Regions from separate parts of the Mus musculus genome. Here all the other regions are linked to region 4. Evidence: chromatin contacts called from public capture Hi-C, promoter capture Hi-C and targeted proximity ligation data. All regions are on one chromosome and are shown on one strand. The core of a region is the stretch at or near the end of the contact, and the rest is flanking DNA. Distances in the headings are between cores, read along the strand shown.

Region 1 (2,700 bases), core at 186-2,685, 190 kb before region 4:
AATAAATCTTTAAAAAAAAAAAAAAAAGCGTGTGCCACCGCTGCCCAGGAAGCACTCTTAAAAAAAAAAAAAAAAAATTAAAAACGAAAATGGGTTCAGTCTTGCCAAAGCTATAAGTAGCCTTGAAGGTTAGTTAAATGGGAAATGGCACCAAATGTCCATGGTCCAATCCCTAGCTCCAAGACAGAACTCACTTCTTTTTCAGGTCCAGAAAATGATGGTGCCCCCTATAGGTGAGGGTGAAGTTGCAACCTCCCTTTGGTTTTCTGGACCAAGCTTGTCTGTCTGCTCTCCACACTACTCTCAGACAACCCAGCCTTTTGGTATTGGCTCTCCATGAGATTGTCAACTTCTCTCCCAGACTCCAGATCCTCCTGGAGGCCTAGTCAGGTGTCTTCCCAGCTCGCTGTTCTGGTCACTGTGTCCAGAACAGGTGCCCCGCCGCCCCCTCCTGAAGGGCAACACCCAGCCTCTCCTAATACCCGACTTATCTTCCTGCCAGACTGCGCGGGCAGGGAGGGGACCTGTCCCTTGTTCCCGGAAGATCGCCCACGCCTGGCACTGTGCCGAGAGCCTGGGTGAGAGCGTCATAAATATCTCCTGAATGATTCATTCATTCCTTGGAAGAGAAAGTATGACCCTTAAGAGGTTAAAAAAGAAAGTCAGGTGTGGTGGCACATGCCTTTAGTCCCAGCAATTGGGAGACAGAGGCTGATATCTCTGTGAGTTCGAGCAAGGCCAGCCTGATCTACTTAGTGATTTCCAGGACAGCTAGGGCTATAAAGTGATTCATTCTCCCATTCTCCCTCTCTCTCTCTCTAAAAAAAAAAAAAAAAAAAAAAAAAAAAAAAAAAAAAAAAAGACTTTGAAGTCATTTGGCCTTCATATCCACCCTGGGCCTTATCTCAAAAAAAATAAATAAATAAATGGAGTGGCCGCCGATGAGGTCATTGCAGAGATTACAAAAGATGATGTCGGTAAGTGACCTGGACTGGTATAGCGTACAATCACAACTCAATCATGGAAGGAAATATCAGCCATTCAGAGAAGGGAATACTGCTGGCTGCGCTGCTCGCTGGTCTGATTTTGTGAGTGTGTGTGTGTGTGTGTGACTCTCTTGAGTCCGTTTTACAGATAAAGAAACTGAGGCCTAGAAGGAGAACAACATAAAGGGAGTGGGGTGCGCCCCTGGTGAGCACAGGGTTCCCTACCCAACACATCCACAAGCCTGCGATCCCAGGGTCCAACTTGGCTGCCCCCCCCCCCCCCAGGACCCTCACGCGCTTGGGGATCTCCGACTAGATCCTCGCAGCGCTGCTCTGCTCCTTGGAGTAGAGAGAGCGCTCGGGGTTGTCACTTTAAATTCAAGAAGGAGCAGGCGAGCGGGCGGGCGAGCGCGAGGGAGCGCGCGGCGGGCTCCTGGGAGCGTGCCCGGACTGCGGCGCTGCTCCATTCGGCCGCCGGGCCCCGCGGAGCCCCCATCGGTGAGGCGAGGCTCCAGCAGGAGACGAGCGCCCCGCTACACTGCAGGGGTGGCGTAGCAGCGGGCGGCCGAGCGCCTGTGAGAGCCAACTGCGGGAGGCCAGCGTGGGAGCAGAGATAGAACCAGGAGTCGGACCCGCGTCCCCTCCGCGGAACCCCGGGTGAGTAGGCACCCTGGCCCCCACACAGAGCGCGGCAGGCACAAGCGCCCTGGGCATGGACGGGCGGACGCACTCAGTCCCTCTTCTTAAGCCCGAAACCCGGGGCCCCTCACACTCCGTACGTCTGCACCCCCGCGCTGCGCTGGCACACCAACGCGGGGCACAGAGCACGCCCGGCGCCCTTCCCCGGCCCAGCCACTCCGCGCACTGCGCATCGCCTGGCGCCAGCTCGCCCGGCCCCCATGTGCACACACGCGGTTCACCCGGCTGTTTACACACCTCCCCTGAGCTCGCACACCGCACACACCCCTCACCTTCACACTCAACACCTTGGCTGTCCTAACTGCCCCTGACCTTACATCCCGTTGGGGGTCCCTGGCCAGTGCCCCCTCCCAAAATTCCAGTGTGGTGTGAGGGTATGAGGATCTGCATCGTAGGGGGCGCGTCGCATCTCTTCTCCAGGAGGCCTACGGGAAGAACCTAAGGGTTCCTTGAGCTTCACTCGAAGCTGTGTATAGACGGGAGCTGAACATGGGGGCAGTAAACGGCATTGTAGGTGAAGGAGCCCTGAGCCTTTCTCTTTGGTGGGCATGGTGCTGCTAAAAGACTGTCTCGCCTTACAGTTGATGGGGACAAATCCGTTGAGAAGAACCTGGGAAACAAGCACCTGAGCTGTTTAGCCAGGGTGCAGAGTTTGCAGAGCCTCAGAAGTAGTCCTTATTAGAAACTAAGAAAGGCAAGGGAAGGAAACCCACCTAGGTGTTAACAATGCACCCAGTAAGGCCAGGACAATTACAATTATACACTCACCTCACCCCACCCCACCCCCAATCCCAACCCCAACCCCCATTTCCAGTCCTCTCTGAGCAATGTGAAATCTTTCTCAAGCAGCCCAGAAGAGTGGGACCTCCCAGCCTGGGGTCCAAACCTGGCTTCATCCTACTAAGTGCTTGCTAGTGACTTGGATGGGGCAAGTCACTTTTCACACCTTGAAGGGCTGGAGTCTCAGCTGCTAGGCCACCCCTCCCTACATTTCCAGGGCTGACAGGGAACCCTG
Region 2 (2,950 bases), core at 6-2,505, 160 kb after region 4:
AATGTTCCAACACTGAGCTACACTCTCAGTCCCTAGCTTAACATTTTATTTATTATTATTGTTGTTGTTATTGTTGTTATCATTAGTTTTTCAAGACAGGGTTTCTCTTGCTGTCTTGGAACTCCCTCTGTAGGCCAATCTGAACTTGAACTCAGAGATCCACCTGCCTTTGCCTCCCAAGTGCTGGGGTTAAAGGCGTGTACCACAACAACCTGGATAATATGTTATTATTTTTATCTATCTACATCTTTCATGCTCTGGTGTATACTTATCAGCCATATCGGTCAGCTTTCCTTCTGTTGTACTTTCTGCAAGATGAGTACAGCAGACTACTTAGCTCGCCTGTAAGCTCTCTGTGTTGATAGAAAACAAACCCAAGCATGTTTCCTCTTCCCTTCAGAAAGTCCCCTCTCTGAGGACTTTTTTTTTTTAAGATTTATTTATTTATTTATTATATAAGTACACTGTAGCTATCTTCAGACACACCAGAAGTGGGCATCAGATCTCATTACAGATGGTTGTGAGCCACCATGTGGTTGCTGGGATTTGAACTCATGATCTCTGGAAGAGCAGTCAGTGCCCTTAACTGCTGAGCCATCTCTCCAGCCCCTCAAGACTTTTTGCTGGAAAGTGAAGCAGTCAGAGTATGTGACTTGGGGCTCAGGGGAAAGAAAATAATCTTCCTGGTTATGATATAAGGGATGAAGACACTACAGAGAAGTATGTGTCACCACACCGGGTTTCCTTCCTTTTTTTTCTTAAGACAAGTGAATCTAGAGTCCAGAATCTAGATGTTATAACTTATGCTAAAGTATGCAAAATAAAAGGGCCAAAGGGGCCGGGCGGTGGTGGCGCACGCCTTTAATCCCAGCACTTGGGAGGCAGAGGCAGGCGGATTTCTGAGTTTGAGGCCAGCCTGGTCTACAAAGTGAGTTCCAGGACAGCCAGGGCTACACAGAGAAACCCTGCCTCTAAAAAACAAAACAAAGCAAAACAAAAAAGGCCCAAAGGGAATACACAGGTGAAGCGGTGTTTTTCGTTTTTCATTTTTCTAACTGAAGTGCCGATAATAGGGCATCTACAACTTAAATGGAGTGGCACACAGCTAGGAGAGCTGCAACCCCTATAAAGCCAACTAAGCACAACTGGCAGGGGAGGGACAACCAAAGGCCCGCCCCTAAGCAGGCTCAGGCTCCGCCCCCAGTGCCGCGTTAAAGCCGTAGCATTAGGAACCAATCACGGCTCTTTTCTTCATTCCCTCCCTTTTTTGGCTTCTGCCCTCAGTCAAAATGGCGCTTGCTCAGAAGCTGCCGAGGCGCTAGGAGTTGCCGAAACAGGTCCGGAAGCTACCGAGCGAGTCCGGAAGTTGCCGAAAGGGAGCAGCGGGGAAGGAGGATGGCGGATCTCATCGCAAGACTTCGAGAGGACGGGATCCAAAAGCGTGTGATACAGGAGGGCCGAGGAGAGTTGCCGGACTTTCAGGATGGCACTAAGGTTTGTGTCCATCCTCTCCCCACTTTCCCAGCGTCTCTTCTGAAGCGCGGTGCGCATGCGAGGCGGGAGGAGGCCGTAGGTGAGAGGTTGCGCATGCCCAGAGAGCAGCTGCCAGTCAGGCTACCTCTCACATGCCGAGCTCGACGCTGATTGGTCTGGATTTAAGTGGGAGTTAATTCAGATATGTCTACTCCGCCCCTTGGCTTTGCTTTAGGACTGCATTGGACAGGGGTGGGTGTCAGTCATCTCAAAATGGTTTGGTGTGGGTGTGACCTCAGTGCTGATACCCGTACCTGAAGGTTCAAAGCTCATGCAGTTTTGAGTAAAGGGGCCTTCTGAAACCATCTAGGACAATTCTCATTGTTTACATAGGGAAACTGAGGTCCTGGAACTAAAAAAAACACAGAGTCCCAGAGATCCAGTTTTCCAGACCAAACTCCTATGTCAGCGTTCTGATAGATGGTAGCATTGCTTTTATATCTGGGCACCAAGTTCAGGTGCCCCTCCCTAAGGCACTCCATACCTCTAGGTTCCCCTGCTTTGTTGCTGTAGATCTCTAATCACAGTTGTGGAGCTGATACCAGTGAAGCCAAAAGCAAGAATTCTGTGAATGAATGTATGCCCTCTGGCCAGTGGTGTTAAGCCAGCAGGCAGAGAGTCTAGTCTGATGTGGTGAGGGGTAAATGCTGAGAGCAGAGGGCAGGCATGTGGTGGTAGTGATCAGCTGTGCTTGAAAAGGGGATCTACAAGCTGGGCCTGGTGGCCCATGCCTACAGTCTCAGCCGCTGGTGAAGCTGGGCTACAGCATGAGTTCAAGGCCAGCTCAGGACACTCAATGAGACCCTGTCTTAAAATTAGAGAGATGGAGATAGAGAACAGGCTTTGGAAGGAGCCTGGCAAGAGGGATGCTAGATGGAAAAGCTTAGGATAAACTAATATAAGACTAATCTGTGAGCAGGGGCACGTGGTAAATAGAAGCAGGCAGGATTAAACAATCACTGGGGCTCAGGAGGGGGGACCGTCTTCTGCTGGTGAGGTGGCTTAGTGGATAGAGTGCTTGCTGCCAACCTGATGGCCTGGGTCAGATCCCCAGGACCCAGATGGTAGAAGGAGAGAAGTGACTTCTGCAGGTTGTCCTCTGACCTCATACAAGCATGATGTCACATGTGAGCCCCCAAATACAGAAATAAGTGTAACACCACCAGGGTTAAGGATGGGGCTTAGTGGTAGAGTCTAGGATGTAGAGGCCTTGGATTTTCAAGCAGAAAAGTAAAAGAAAAAGCCCAGCTACCATTGAGCCCTGTGGTACGTGTTCATAGGTTTATCTCCCACAATGCTAGACAGATATTGTTGATTCAATTTTACTGATGTGAAAACTGACTTCAGAGAGGCAGCACAGCCATGTAGCAGTTAAGAGTGTGGGTTCAGCTAACCATATCCTGTTGAGATTTCCGTC
Region 3 (2,731 bases), core at 228-2,727, 130 kb after region 4:
GTCAGAGGGGAGGTCAGCCCATTTTCTGGAATCTGCCATACCTGCGGTAGGGAGACGGAGCATGGGCTCAGGCCTGTGCTTGCCCCTGCTGCCAGCATCCTTCAGCCACACCCTGAGACCCTGACTTGAACGGTCCTTTGCTCACCATGACAGTGCAGTCCTCTGATCCACTGGCAATGACTTCATCATTGTGGGGACACCAGTCAATATCCAGAACAGGCCCCGTGTGCCCACACACTGTCGGGTAGGCCTTGTCAATGCGGCCCGTCTGTAGTCATGAAGAGCAGTCAGAGAAGAACCCAAAGTCCCGACCTCCATTCCTCCCAGTATCTATGGGCCCTCCAAGGTGCAAGAATAATGTGACTGCCCTGGTTCCTGGTGGCCCAGATGTGTCTGCTCCACCCAGCATATGAGGAAATGCCTGCTGCAGCCTCTTATCCACACTTGGTGGCAATAAACACTTTTTCTACTTCCATCAACAATCCATCAGTAGCCACGGGCCAAGAAGTGGCACAAACTGCCCTGCCCACAGGTGTGACCAGAGTGTCCTCAGATGTCCTCTCCACCCTGACCCGCTGAGGCCCACCTTGTTTAGAGGAAGCACCATAAAGGCGCCTCCACCACTGGCTTCCACAATCACTGCCAGGAACTTGGGGTTGACTGCGCAGAAGGTGCTGTCCCAGGTAACTCGGGACACTCGAATGTCCTCATAGCACTGGTCATTCTTGACCGGCTGACCGAATACATGCCGGAATTTGCTCTGCCGCACAACTTTTCGGAAGGACATGTCTGTGAGGGCAGAGACACCTGAATCAGCTCTGCTCTCCAAAGAGACACACAGAGCATGTCACCAGGAAATTGGTCCAGCGTTAGCTGGGAGTCTCTATTTCCCCAGTTATAGAAAGGGCTCATAGGTGCAGACCAACACTCTCTGCCTCCCCATCCCCTCCCTGGCTAGGGGTCTGAGTGTGTGTGTGCTGCTGAAAGGGAGACAGAATTTAGATCTTCTGTAGGTCCCAGATGGTTCCAAGGCGCTTTCCACACCCAGAGTTTGAAGGCTGGGTGATGGGGAGAAGAGGCAGCAAAAGGGGTTGGTTGGTCTAGCAAGGCCGCAGCTCAGTCCCGGGGACTGTGCAAAGAGCTGCAGAAGTCGGGCCTAGGGACCCTGGCTGAACAGGGGTCGAGGATACTGCCAGGTCCTCAAAGTGGCCTTGGAGCACGGTCCAAGTGAACCAGGAACCCAACTTCCAAAGATCCCAGCCCAGAAAGGGAGAGAGGGGCGGCTGGGGGGTGGGAGGGAGTCGGGAATGAAGGTGGGGCGAGGCGCTCTTCCGGCTCGCGCCCCCTGCCCCAGGCCCACGTCTGCGCCCCTAGTCCGTCCCTGCCGCTCTCACCGCTCACCGCTCACCGCTCTCCGCTCCCCAGGGGCGCCGGGGACTGCGGCGGCGACCTCGGGCGGCTCCGGATCCCGGCCTCTGGGAAGCAGGAAGCGGGAATCAGGAAGTGATAGCCGAGGGAGGCGGGGGCGGGGCAAGGTCACGCGCAGAAGGCGGGGCTTTAGGATGTCCCGCCCACGGGGCAAGGCCTAGTCGCCAGGCCCTGGGCTGCTTGTTGAAAGGGGCGGGCCTGCTTGGAGCCGCGGGTACAGACTGTGCGAGTCTCTTGAGGTGGGGTGAAGCCTGCCCTCTGATTTCCCTACCCAGTTCTACCCAAAAGTATTCTCTCGCTCCGCCTCCAATGTTTTCACGTGTTTTTTGTTTTGTGTTTGAGACAGGTTGTTACTCTGCATACTTGCTGGCCTGGAACTAGCAAAGAACTTACAGATATCTGTGCAAGGATTAAAGGCATGTGCCACCACACCCTGCCATAGGTATGGGTTTTAAAGTTGGGGGGTTCCTGATGTCAGATATGTACATTGAAGAGGTGAAAGGCAATCTCTTACATCTTGATGGACTCCTGTGGCTCCTGCTCTGGCTTAGAGAAAATCGAAGTAGAGGATGACAGTGGATCCCATGCATAATGCATGTCCTTTCTCTCCTCCATCCCATCAGAGCCTGGATTTGCCTCCTCATATTTGCCCTATCTCCTCTCATCCTGGAGGACGTAGGTGTCCCTGTTAGGACCCACTGTAGTAAGAGAACACTATTCCTCTGTGTCTACCTCCAGTAACCAGTGGTGATACGAGGCCGTCTTTCCCAGAAAGGGAAGAGGGACGTGGGAAGAGGCAGGGCAGAGGTAAAGGTGCTTTGTTTAGCCTTCATGAGGCCCCAACTGTGTGTGGGAGGCTAAGTGGACTTGTGTCCCACCTCAGTGGTCACTATACTCTGAAGAAACAGGCCTAGAGAGGACAGGTGCTTGATTGAGACCTCCCAGCTGGGATTCAGCCCAACTTTGTTATTTCCAATGTCTTGGGATTTCTCACTGTTTGTAAAACCTGGAGCTAGGGAGGCAGGAGTGTGGCTTGACTTGGGTAGCAGATGTTCACAGGGAAGCCCATATGATGCCAGGTGGCTACAGTTCTAAGTACCACCCCCACCCCCCACATCACCCCACTTCAAATAAAATCCATAGTTCCATGTTCCTATGTCAGAATTCCTGTCTGACCCCAGGGCACCCAGCACTGTCCCCTCTCAGCACGTGTCCCAGTGACAGCAAACCTCAGTTCCCACCTCAGGCTAACACATCCTGCTCCCTTCTTCCTTCTGGAAGCTCTTCCTAGCCTTGGGAAGGC
Region 4 (2,900 bases), core at 246-2,745:
CAAGCTGTCAGCTAGGAGAGGGAGGTCCATGTGGAAAGAAGGGTCGATGTCAGAGCAGTAAAGACTGGCGGAGAGATGCTCAAGACTGCAGCAAGTCCTAGGCCGTCCAGGGCCAGGGTGACGATGCTGAGGAGGAAGTCTCTGACAGAAGCAGAGACCAGCAGGACCTAACTGCAGAGCTCTGGACCTTTAGAAGCTCAGGGCCTTGAGTTCCTCCCAAAGTCCAGACATCGTAGATGACCTGACCACAGCACACACGGTGGGTAGCCTAGATCCCGGACTGCTATAAACCACCCGATCGCAGGGAGAAAGGTGGCAATCAGGCTGAAGAGATGAGGACATCCTTGGGCAGGAAGGGAACCTCAGTTAGATGGCCTTTCTCCATCACACTAAGTTTAACAGATAGGGAGGTGGAGCCATCCGATGAAGGTGTTTGCTGCCAAACCTGACAACCTGAGTTAAAGGATGGGAGAGAACCAACTCTCAAAAGTTGGTTTTTCACCTCCACACTCATGAGCACCCCCACACAAAAATGAATGTAAGATTTAAAAATAGAGAAACAGACCAGAGTCAGTTTTGGAAAGTCTGGTTTACCCCCTCGCCACCCAGCAAGACCAGGATCAGAGAACCCATGGTAGGACTGAAGATAACCAAGGGTCCCAACTAAGCTGGCTGGCTGCTTGAACCCTAGATCCTGTGTGAGTGGAAGTGCCAGCCTTGTTTCGAAATTCTCCTTCCTTCCCTGTTGGCAGTAAAATGCAGCCTCTGCAAAATGGACTCCTGTGGTGGTAGCGTGCACCCTGGCCGATCACCCAGCCAGGAAGCTGAGCTTATGTCCCCCAACCCCAACAATATTCCTGTTCCTGATTCCTTGCTGTCTTCCAGGCATCAAGGCCAGACAGATCCTCGGGAAAGAAAGCTTTGACTGGTCAGCATTAGGGGTTGCTGCGGGGTGCCCATCTCCAGAAGCTAAGCGCCTGTGCTGGCAGGGATGAGGTCAAGATTTCCCATCCCACCCGCCTATAAAAGACAAGTCGGTGCTGATGGAACTCAGGAGTGGGCTAGACAGAAGGACACATTGTCAGCGGGGGTGGGGGGGGGTGGGGGCGGGGGGGGCTGCAAGAACAACAGACCCTGGCCCAATCCCAGTGCCACCGAGCCTACCCCACTCCCCTTCCGTTCCCTCCTCCCTCACCTTTCTGACCACTAAGAGATTTGCCCAGGGCCTGGGGCGCCCCCTGCGGGCACGGGTGGAGCTGCAGCTATGCCCCGCCCTCCGGAACAACCCCACCGACCATGGCGCTTCAAAATGAAGTTCCGGCTGTTCCTGGGGCGCATGTGGTTGCCCTGGAGACTGGACAGCACCCCACACACACTCCGCCCGCCCCCAGCGCGCAGGCCTGCAGTGGTTGCCGTAGCTACGGGAGGCGAGGGTGTGCGAAGCCCGACGCCACGCCCTAACTCCATGTAGCCCCGCCCCCAGATCCCCGCCCCGCCCTCCCTGCCGCCTTCGCTCTTGCTGCGGCGGCTTCTAGCAGGGGTCCGCGGGGCTGCAGCGGGTGCGGCTGAGGTGCGGCTCAGAGCGGAGGAGCAGGGGACGTGCCAGGCGCAGGCCAAGAAGGGCTGGGCCTTTCGCTCGGGATGCGGTGCTGAAGCCCAGCATGGCCGGCCTGGGCCCCACCTTCCCGCTGCACCGGCTAGTCTGGGCGAACCGGCACCGCGAACTGGAGGCCGCACTGCACAGCCGCAAGGTGAGGCCCTGAAGGGGATCCGATTCGGTTGGTTTCCTCCCCAAGCCCCGGTGCCAAAGTACGGAATCTACTCCGCAGCTCACCGCCCCTGCTGTGCTCCGCAGCTGCATCCTGACTCCTTAGGTCCAGCTCTTTCCAAATCCCTGGTCACCTGCCCTCGAGCTTGAGCATTTGTTTAGCGCATCTCCCTTGGTTGGGCCTTGCTCTGCTATCTGCCCCCTTCGTATTGCGTTAAGCTCAGGATTCACCCTCATCACCTCTGAGCTAGAATGAGGACAAGAACCGTGTTCTAGCCCTCAAGCTGGTCTAAACTCTCAGCATCCCTAGCCTGAATCTGTCTTGCTAGACTCCACCACCAGGCCCTCAACTCTGGATAGCAGAGGGCAGAAGAAATGAGCAGTTCCTTCCCACTGGCCCTTACTGTCCCCTTTACCCCGACACTTTCCAGTCCACATAGGCCACACTCTTATCTTCTCACTGACCTGGTTACCCATAGTAACTCCAGCCCTTTTCAATCCAGTGACCTCCTTGCTTTGGCCCTCTCTTGCCTTGTATTGAGTGACCCATCTCCCTTAGCACGACATTGAGCAGGAGGACCCCCAAGGGCGAACCCCCCTGGAGCTTGCTGTGACCTTGGGGAACTTGGAGTCTGTGAGAGTCCTCCTCCGACATAATGCCAACGTGGGCAAAGAGAGCCACCAGGGCTGGGCAGGTACTGTGCAGGGCAGAGGGTCCTCCCTTGAGACTAGCTTCCAGGTTGGTGAATGGGGGGCAGGGGGAGTAAGTAACCGTGCCTGGGGGCGCTAAGAGGGCTACCCCAGCAGTTGCTCATCTCCAGTCCTGCAGGAGGCAGTCAGCACTGGAGACCCTGAGATGGTACAGTTGGTACTCCAGTATCGGGACTTCCAGAGGGCCACACAGAGGTTGGCTGGCATTCCAGAACTGCTCAACAAACTCCGTCAGGTATTACCATAGAGTAAAGAAGTGGGGTATAACAGGCGCTCCGTCTTCCTGTGATAAGCCTGGCCTTGGAGGAGTATCTAGGTTGTGCGAGACGCTTTCCCACCATCTGTGTCTCAACCTCTGCCAAGGGTCATGTAAGAAATATGGGATCCCAGGCCCATGCAGATGAGACTGGGTCTTTTGCAA
Region 5 (2,871 bases), core at 337-2,836, 220 kb after region 4:
GATAGATAGATAGATAGATAGATAGATAGATAGATAGATAGATAGATAGATAGACAGATGCATAGATGATAGATAGAAGACAGACAGACAGACATGAGGTTCCCAGGGAACTAACCAGACCAAACAAGTTTAAATCCTGTTTACTAGCTGAGTGACCTTGGGCATGCCACGTCAATTCTTTGTTTCAATTTCTCTACAAACAAGGAACAGTGCTAGCCTTGAGGACTGGTACATGTAAGGCTTAACTCTTTGCTAAGAGTTTTCTGTTATAGCATCACCAAGAGAGGAGGGGATAGTTCATTAGTTAAAATCCCTTTATTTAAAAAAAAAGGGGGGGCTGGAGGGATGGCTCAGTGGTTGGGAGCATTGGCTGCTGTTTTGGAGGTCTTGAGTTCAGGTCCCGGCGACTGCATGGTAGCTCACGGCCATCTGTGGTGGGATTGGATGCCCTCTTCTGGTGTGTCTGAGGACAGCTGCAGTGTGCTTGCATGTGATAAATAAATAAATATTTAAAAAAAATTTTAGGGCTGGTGAGATGGCTCAGCGAGTAAGAGCACTGACTGCTCTCCCAAAGGTCCTGAGTTCAAATCCCAGCAACCACATGGTAGCTCACAACCACCCATAGTGAGATCTGATGCCATCTTCTGGTGTGTCTAAATACAGCTGCAGTGTACTCATTTATAATAATAAATAAATCTTTAAAAAAATTTTTTTTAAATCCCTTTATTCTTTTCTTGAAAAGACAGGCTCTTGCTATATAGCTCTGGCTGGCTTGGTTGCTATATAGCTCTGGCTGGCTTGGTGATCTTGGTTGTAGACCAGTCTGGCCTTGAATTCGAAAGGGCTGCCTCTCTTTGTACTTTTTTTTTTTTTTTTCGAGACAGAGTTTCTTTGTATAGCCCTGGCTGTCCTGGAACTCACTTTGTAGACCAGGCTGGCCTCGAACTCAGAAATCTGCCTGCCTCTGCCTCCCAAGTGCTGGGATTAAAGGCGTGCCGCCCGACCTTCCTTTGTACTTTGAGTGCTGCAATTAAAGGTGTGTGCCATCACTCCAGGTGACACTGCCATTATTATGGTTATTGTTATTATTTATTTTTTGTCATTTATAAACATGGTTTCTCTTTGGAGCCCTGGCTGTCCTGGAACTCTGTCGACCAGACGGACTGGGCTGAACTCAGAGATCCTCTTGCTTCTGCCTCCTCCCAAGTGCTGGGATTAACCACGGCTCCTCTACATTGCCTTATTTTTACAAGGAGCACTTATTATTATACCATGTACTGTTGGTAGAGGCCTACCTGCATATAAGGCACTGTCCAAACCCCTGAGCACACAAGAAACCGAGTGGTTTGGGCGTGTTAAGTGGGAGGCTTATCATGTGACCATGTGTGCCTCTTGCAAAACTCCAGTAGCATATTGCACCACAGATAGAAAGGTGAGTCTGCCCTCCCCCACCACGTCTGCCAGGAAGCTGGTACACTGAACACCAGGACTTGGTCTGTTTCTGGGGCAGTGTGGGATGTCTGAGGAGGTGGAGTCTTCCTGTCAATATAAGGCCCCGATCACTTCCTCTCTTCCTGCTGAGCTTGCACCACACTGTATCCGCCCAACAGTAAGGAGAAACCTGGAGGCAAGGGCGGGGGCAATTATACCCCCACCTCACCCCTGCTACTAACCGCTCCTTGGCCCTGCAGCCCAGGCAAGGTCCTCCTTCATCGTGCTTTTTGTCTATCTCTCCTAGTGCCACCTTACACCATCGTCTATTTCCCTTCCCGAGGTGTGGCCTCAGCACTTTCAAGACGAAGGGCACAAACAATAGTCTTCTGGGTCATTCCTGGGAATCCCCAACAGTGGTGTAGGAAGGGCGTGACCAAGACTGTATTGGGGCCGGGCCGGGACAGAGACCTGGGGCAGGACTACAGTTGTGGTTGGTGGGGCCAGGACTGCCCTCTTAGCCTCCGTAGATAGCTGCACTGTCTGTCACTTTTCCTTCCTTCCCTGTGCCATGGTGGGGCTGGGTCTTCGCATTCCAAGATAATGTTAGGACATGGCCTCTATCACCACATATCTCCCCTCCCTATGAGGCTCCCAAGCTAGTGTAGTCCTCTTGTCAGCTTTCCACTCTCCCAAACTCTCCCAGGATGCTCTGAGAGTAGATCTCTTCGCTGTGTCCTCATCCTGCACCCCCATACAGGGCGCTGTGAGGTTATGCGCATGCTTCTAGCTGACCAGGGCCAGAGCTGGAAGGAGGAGGTGGTGACCTTGGATGTTTGGGAGCAAGGCACATTCAAGGCTTCCTGTGTGAGTAATTGTCTCCCTCTCCCCCTTGGGGATTCGGTTGGGGCGCAGCCTTAGGGTGCTGTGTCTAGGATTGGGGGCAGCCAGGTTCAGCACCCCTTACAGAGGGATCTTCTCCCAGTTGTTTGGACAGATCCCCAAGTTCCAGGATGGAGAGCTCACCCTGTACCAATCCAATACTATCCTACGGCACCTGGGCCGCTCCTTCGGTGAGTCCAGAAGCCAAGCCCTGAGAGACACCTGAGATGTTCCTCAAAATGTCCTGGGGCTTTGAATTGCCTCACCTGCAGCCACCAATGTCCCACCTGGGTCACCCTAGAGGATCATGCAGGGCCCAGGTTCCAGAAGGCTACTGGTGTGCTGCTGGGCGGTCGCTGTCTGTACAGCCAGGGCTGTGAGTTTCCAACTTGTATCATTTTTCTAATGACATCCCAGAGGTAGGCAGGGAAGACCTCCAATTAAGGTTAGAGAGTAGACCCAGGCTGAGACTGAGTGGACATGTAGGGACAAGTACAGAACCTGAGCCTGCTGCCTGCCCGCTGACCCAGGGCTCTATGGCAAAGACCAACAAGAGGC
Region 6 (2,700 bases), core at 32-2,531, 250 kb after region 4:
TTTTTTTTTTTTTTGTCTTGTTCTTACTAGCCCTGAGAGTTAAAATTAGAAGGATTATCGGGCTGAAGAGATGCCCAGCAGTTAAGAGCACTGACTGTTCTTCCACATGTCCTGAGTTCAATTCCCAGCAACCACATGGTGGTCCATAACCATCAGTGATGGGATCTGATGCCCTCTTCTGGTGTGTCTGAAGACAGCTACAGTGTACTCACAAACATAAAATAAATCTTTAAAAAAGATGTCACTAGGGGTGATTCTTTTAAACCAACTGAAAAATCATTCAGTTTTATGTAATGAAAGTTTTACACAATACAGAGATGTCATAACAGAATAAAGACTCCAGATTCAGTAAATGTGCACCTATGTTATGTGGGGCTTGGATTGGCCTGTTTAAAGGTGGAGAATCATACAGATGAATTTTTTTTCTTCACCTTATTTTTTTGAGACAGGGTCTCTTACTCAACCTGGAGCCTACCTGTTCATCTAGACGGGTCAGCTAACAAAACTCAAGATTTGTCCCTATTCTCACAGAGCTGGGGTTCCTTTTTTTTTTTTTCTCCTAAGACAAAAATCTCATGTGTAGCCTTGGCTGTCCTGAGATTCACTCTGTAGACCAGGCTGGCCTCAAACTCACAGAGATCTGCCTGCCTCTCTTCTGAGTGCTGAGATTAAAGATGAGAGCCTCCGCCACCACCTGGACTAGAGTCGGGATTCTGTATGCGTGCTGCACCCTTTTTATGTAGGTGCTGAGGTGAGAAGAAGGTGCTCGAACTTGTGTAGTACGTACTTTACCTGCTGCACCATCTCTCCAACCCTGTTAGTCTCGTTTATTTTTATCATTTATTTGGTGTTTGTGTCGAGTGTGAGGAGTTAGGATAACAATTTTCTGATTACTCCTGGCGAAGGTCAAATGATCAAATGAAGCTCTTTGGGAGGAGAAAGAAGTTGGTGAGTTAAGGATGGCCACTAGTGGAATCTACTACAGAGGTTGGTAGATGGGGACAGGCAAAAGGCTGACAGAGTTGCACATGCTGCAGAAAGCTGTCCAGCTCCAGTACAAAGTGGAAGGGAGCTGGACACACCCTTCTCGGAGCAGGACCAAAAAATGAACCCAGCACCGCTGCAGACTCGGGTCCCACAAGCGAGTGTCCCCGGCAGGAGGCGGGAGCTGCAGAGCTCCGCTACCGGCTTCTCTCTCCAACGTGTTGAGTCAGCATCCGGGGCGGAGCGCGATGCCCCTTATAAGGCTGGCGGCCCGGTGGCCTACGCGTGCGTCCTCACTCTGAGTACCCCTCTGTCTACGCAGCACTGAATCCGCACCCAGCAGGCAGTGAGTCCGCTCCGCACAGCTTCCCAGGACAACCAGCTTGCAGCTGTCGGGGCCTGGGCTCGCTCACGACTGGCGCTCTTTGCACCGGGCAGCTTGCAACAGGAGCCTGGGGCGTGGGGTGGGGGATGGGGAGGCGTTTCAAACCAGAGAAGGGACCCGGGAGATGGGGTGGGAAAGTGTACCACTCTGAAACCTAATCATTACCCCTTTTCTACCTAACATTCTTCTCTTGTCCACCCCAGTGCCACCATACACCATTGTCTACTTCCCAGTTCGAGGTAAGACCAAATGACTGCAGGAAGGGGAGGTCTGGGGTAGGGGTTGCAGCCCACCATTCCTATCCTCCATGAAGAAATTCCAGTTCATTTTTTATTCTCCTTCTGGTTGCAAGTGGTCCTTGTACTTGAAATTGCTTTGAGGCTGGGCCTGAATGCTGTCCCCAAATCCTTACCCTGACTCCATACAGGGCGGTGTGAGGCCATGCGAATGCTGCTGGCTGACCAGGGCCAGAGCTGGAAGGAGGAGGTGGTTACCATAGATACCTGGATGCAAGGCTTGCTCAAGCCCACTTGTGTGAGTGACACCCGTAGTGGAGGGGGCAGAGGTAGGGCCTTAGGAGGGCTGTGACTGGGAGGCAGCAGCATCACCAAGGTTCTTGTTCCTCCCTCCAGCTGTATGGGCAGCTCCCCAAGTTTGAGGATGGAGACCTCACCCTTTACCAATCTAATGCCATCTTGAGACACCTTGGCCGCTCTTTGGGTAAGTCCTGAACCCAGGTGGTCCAGCTGGTGGGCAGGGTGGTGGGGGGGGTATCAGTTATTGTTTCAGGGGGTATCTGCCCAGCTGGCCACTCCCTTTTTAGTTTTGAGTTGACAGAGCAAAACAGGGACACACAGAGATTATTCTTGTTCAGGCTGCATCTGTGGTCTGCCTGCCATGGCTTCCTGTTGCCTTTCATGAGCTCGGGTCTCACATGACTGCCCATATCCCCTCCCCCAAGACCTCGACCTACCAACAGCCACATGCCTGAGGAAATCAGGGATCAGTCATGCTGTCTCTCTCAACCCGTAGGGCTTTATGGGAAAAACCAGAGGGAGGCCGCCCAGATGGATATGGTGAATGATGGGGTGGAGGACCTTCGCGGCAAATATGTCACCCTCATCTACACCAACTATGTGAGCCTAGATCCCGGGGAGTGGGGGTTGGGAGCGATGGGCAAAGGAGCTTTGTGTATTTTTGCCTCCCTAGTTTCCTTTCCTGTATCAGAGCCCGAAGCAGGGTAGGGCAGTCTGGGGCACTGTAAAGAGGGCCAATAGACAGCTTCAGGAGAGGTCAGCGGGTGCAGATAGGAAGAGTGTGTGTGCCCTCAC

What was found. Capture Hi-C pulls out chosen DNA fragments and counts their contacts.
Region 1: a contact with region 4 is called in a targeted proximity ligation map of pancreatic cancer cells. A contact is called at or near these places in 2 of 130 datasets of targeted methods (the NIH/3T3 cell line and pancreatic cancer cells) and 1 of 9 other capture datasets (adipose tissue).
Region 2: a promoter capture Hi-C map of adipose tissue shows a contact between it and region 4. A contact is called at or near these places in 3 of 39 promoter capture datasets (the C10 cell line, liver and pre-B cells), 8 of 484 Hi-C or Micro-C datasets (B cells, CD4 T cells, CD8 T cells and 4 more), 10 of 130 datasets of targeted methods (the 230-238 cell line, the NIH/3T3 cell line, bone marrow-derived macrophages and 5 more) and 3 of 9 other capture datasets (adipose tissue, liver and pancreatic islet).
Region 3: a targeted proximity ligation map of pancreatic cancer cells shows a contact between it and region 4. A contact is called at or near these places in 1 of 39 promoter capture datasets (pre-B cells), 4 of 484 Hi-C or Micro-C datasets (B cells, embryonic stem cells, liver and 1 more), 5 of 130 datasets of targeted methods (the NIH/3T3 cell line, embryonic stem cells and pancreatic cancer cells) and 3 of 9 other capture datasets (adipose tissue, liver and pancreatic islet).
Region 5: a capture Hi-C map of embryonic stem cells shows a contact between it and region 4, with 2.5 times the contacts expected there. A contact is called at or near these places in 5 of 39 promoter capture datasets (the 3T3-L1 cell line, embryonic stem cells, hippocampal neurons and 1 more), 1 of 484 Hi-C or Micro-C datasets (B cells), 9 of 130 datasets of targeted methods (bone marrow-derived macrophages, double positive thymocytes, embryonic stem cells and 2 more) and 3 of 9 other capture datasets (adipose tissue, embryonic stem cells and liver).
Region 6: a contact with region 4 is called in a targeted proximity ligation map of pancreatic cancer cells. A contact is called at or near these places in 2 of 39 promoter capture datasets (hippocampal neurons and stem cell-derived epiblast-like cells), 1 of 484 Hi-C or Micro-C datasets (B cells), 7 of 130 datasets of targeted methods (the NIH/3T3 cell line, embryonic stem cells, pancreatic cancer cells and 1 more) and 2 of 9 other capture datasets (adipose tissue and liver).

The regions. Positions count from the first base shown.
Region 1 is chr19:4,475,878-4,478,577 of GRCm38.p6, reverse strand. Syt12 (synaptotagmin XII) reads left to right here and starts at 1,435. Exons shown (of 8, transcript NM_134164.5): 1 at 1,435-1,643.
Region 2 is chr19:4,119,880-4,122,829 of GRCm38.p6, reverse strand. Aip (aryl-hydrocarbon receptor-interacting protein) reads left to right here and starts at 1,255. Exons shown (of 6, transcript NM_001276284.1): 1 at 1,255-1,494. The coding sequence starts at 1,396.
Region 3 is chr19:4,147,400-4,150,130 of GRCm38.p6, reverse strand. It overlaps Coro1b (coronin, actin binding protein 1B), which reads right to left and starts at 1,477. Exons shown (of 11, transcript NM_011778.3): 1 at 1,395-1,477; 2 at 587-789; 3 at 146-268; 4 at 1-41. The coding sequence starts at 787.
Region 4 is chr19:4,281,732-4,284,631 of GRCm38.p6, reverse strand. It overlaps Ankrd13d (ankyrin repeat domain 13 family, member D), which reads left to right and starts at 1,495. Exons shown (of 15, transcript NM_026720.2): 1 at 1,495-1,751; 2 at 2,328-2,463; 3 at 2,590-2,714. The coding sequence starts at 1,662.
Region 5 is chr19:4,058,162-4,061,032 of GRCm38.p6, reverse strand. It overlaps Gstp3 (glutathione S-transferase pi 3), which reads left to right and starts at 1,586. Exons shown (of 7, transcript NM_144869.3): 1 at 1,586-1,609; 2 at 1,739-1,774; 3 at 2,192-2,298; 4 at 2,417-2,504; 5 at 2,844-2,871. The coding sequence starts at 1,609.
Region 6 is chr19:4,036,493-4,039,192 of GRCm38.p6, reverse strand. Gstp1 (glutathione S-transferase, pi 1) reads left to right here and starts at 1,281. Exons shown (of 7, transcript NM_013541.1): 1 at 1,281-1,330; 2 at 1,573-1,608; 3 at 1,797-1,903; 4 at 2,002-2,089; 5 at 2,402-2,505. The coding sequence starts at 1,330.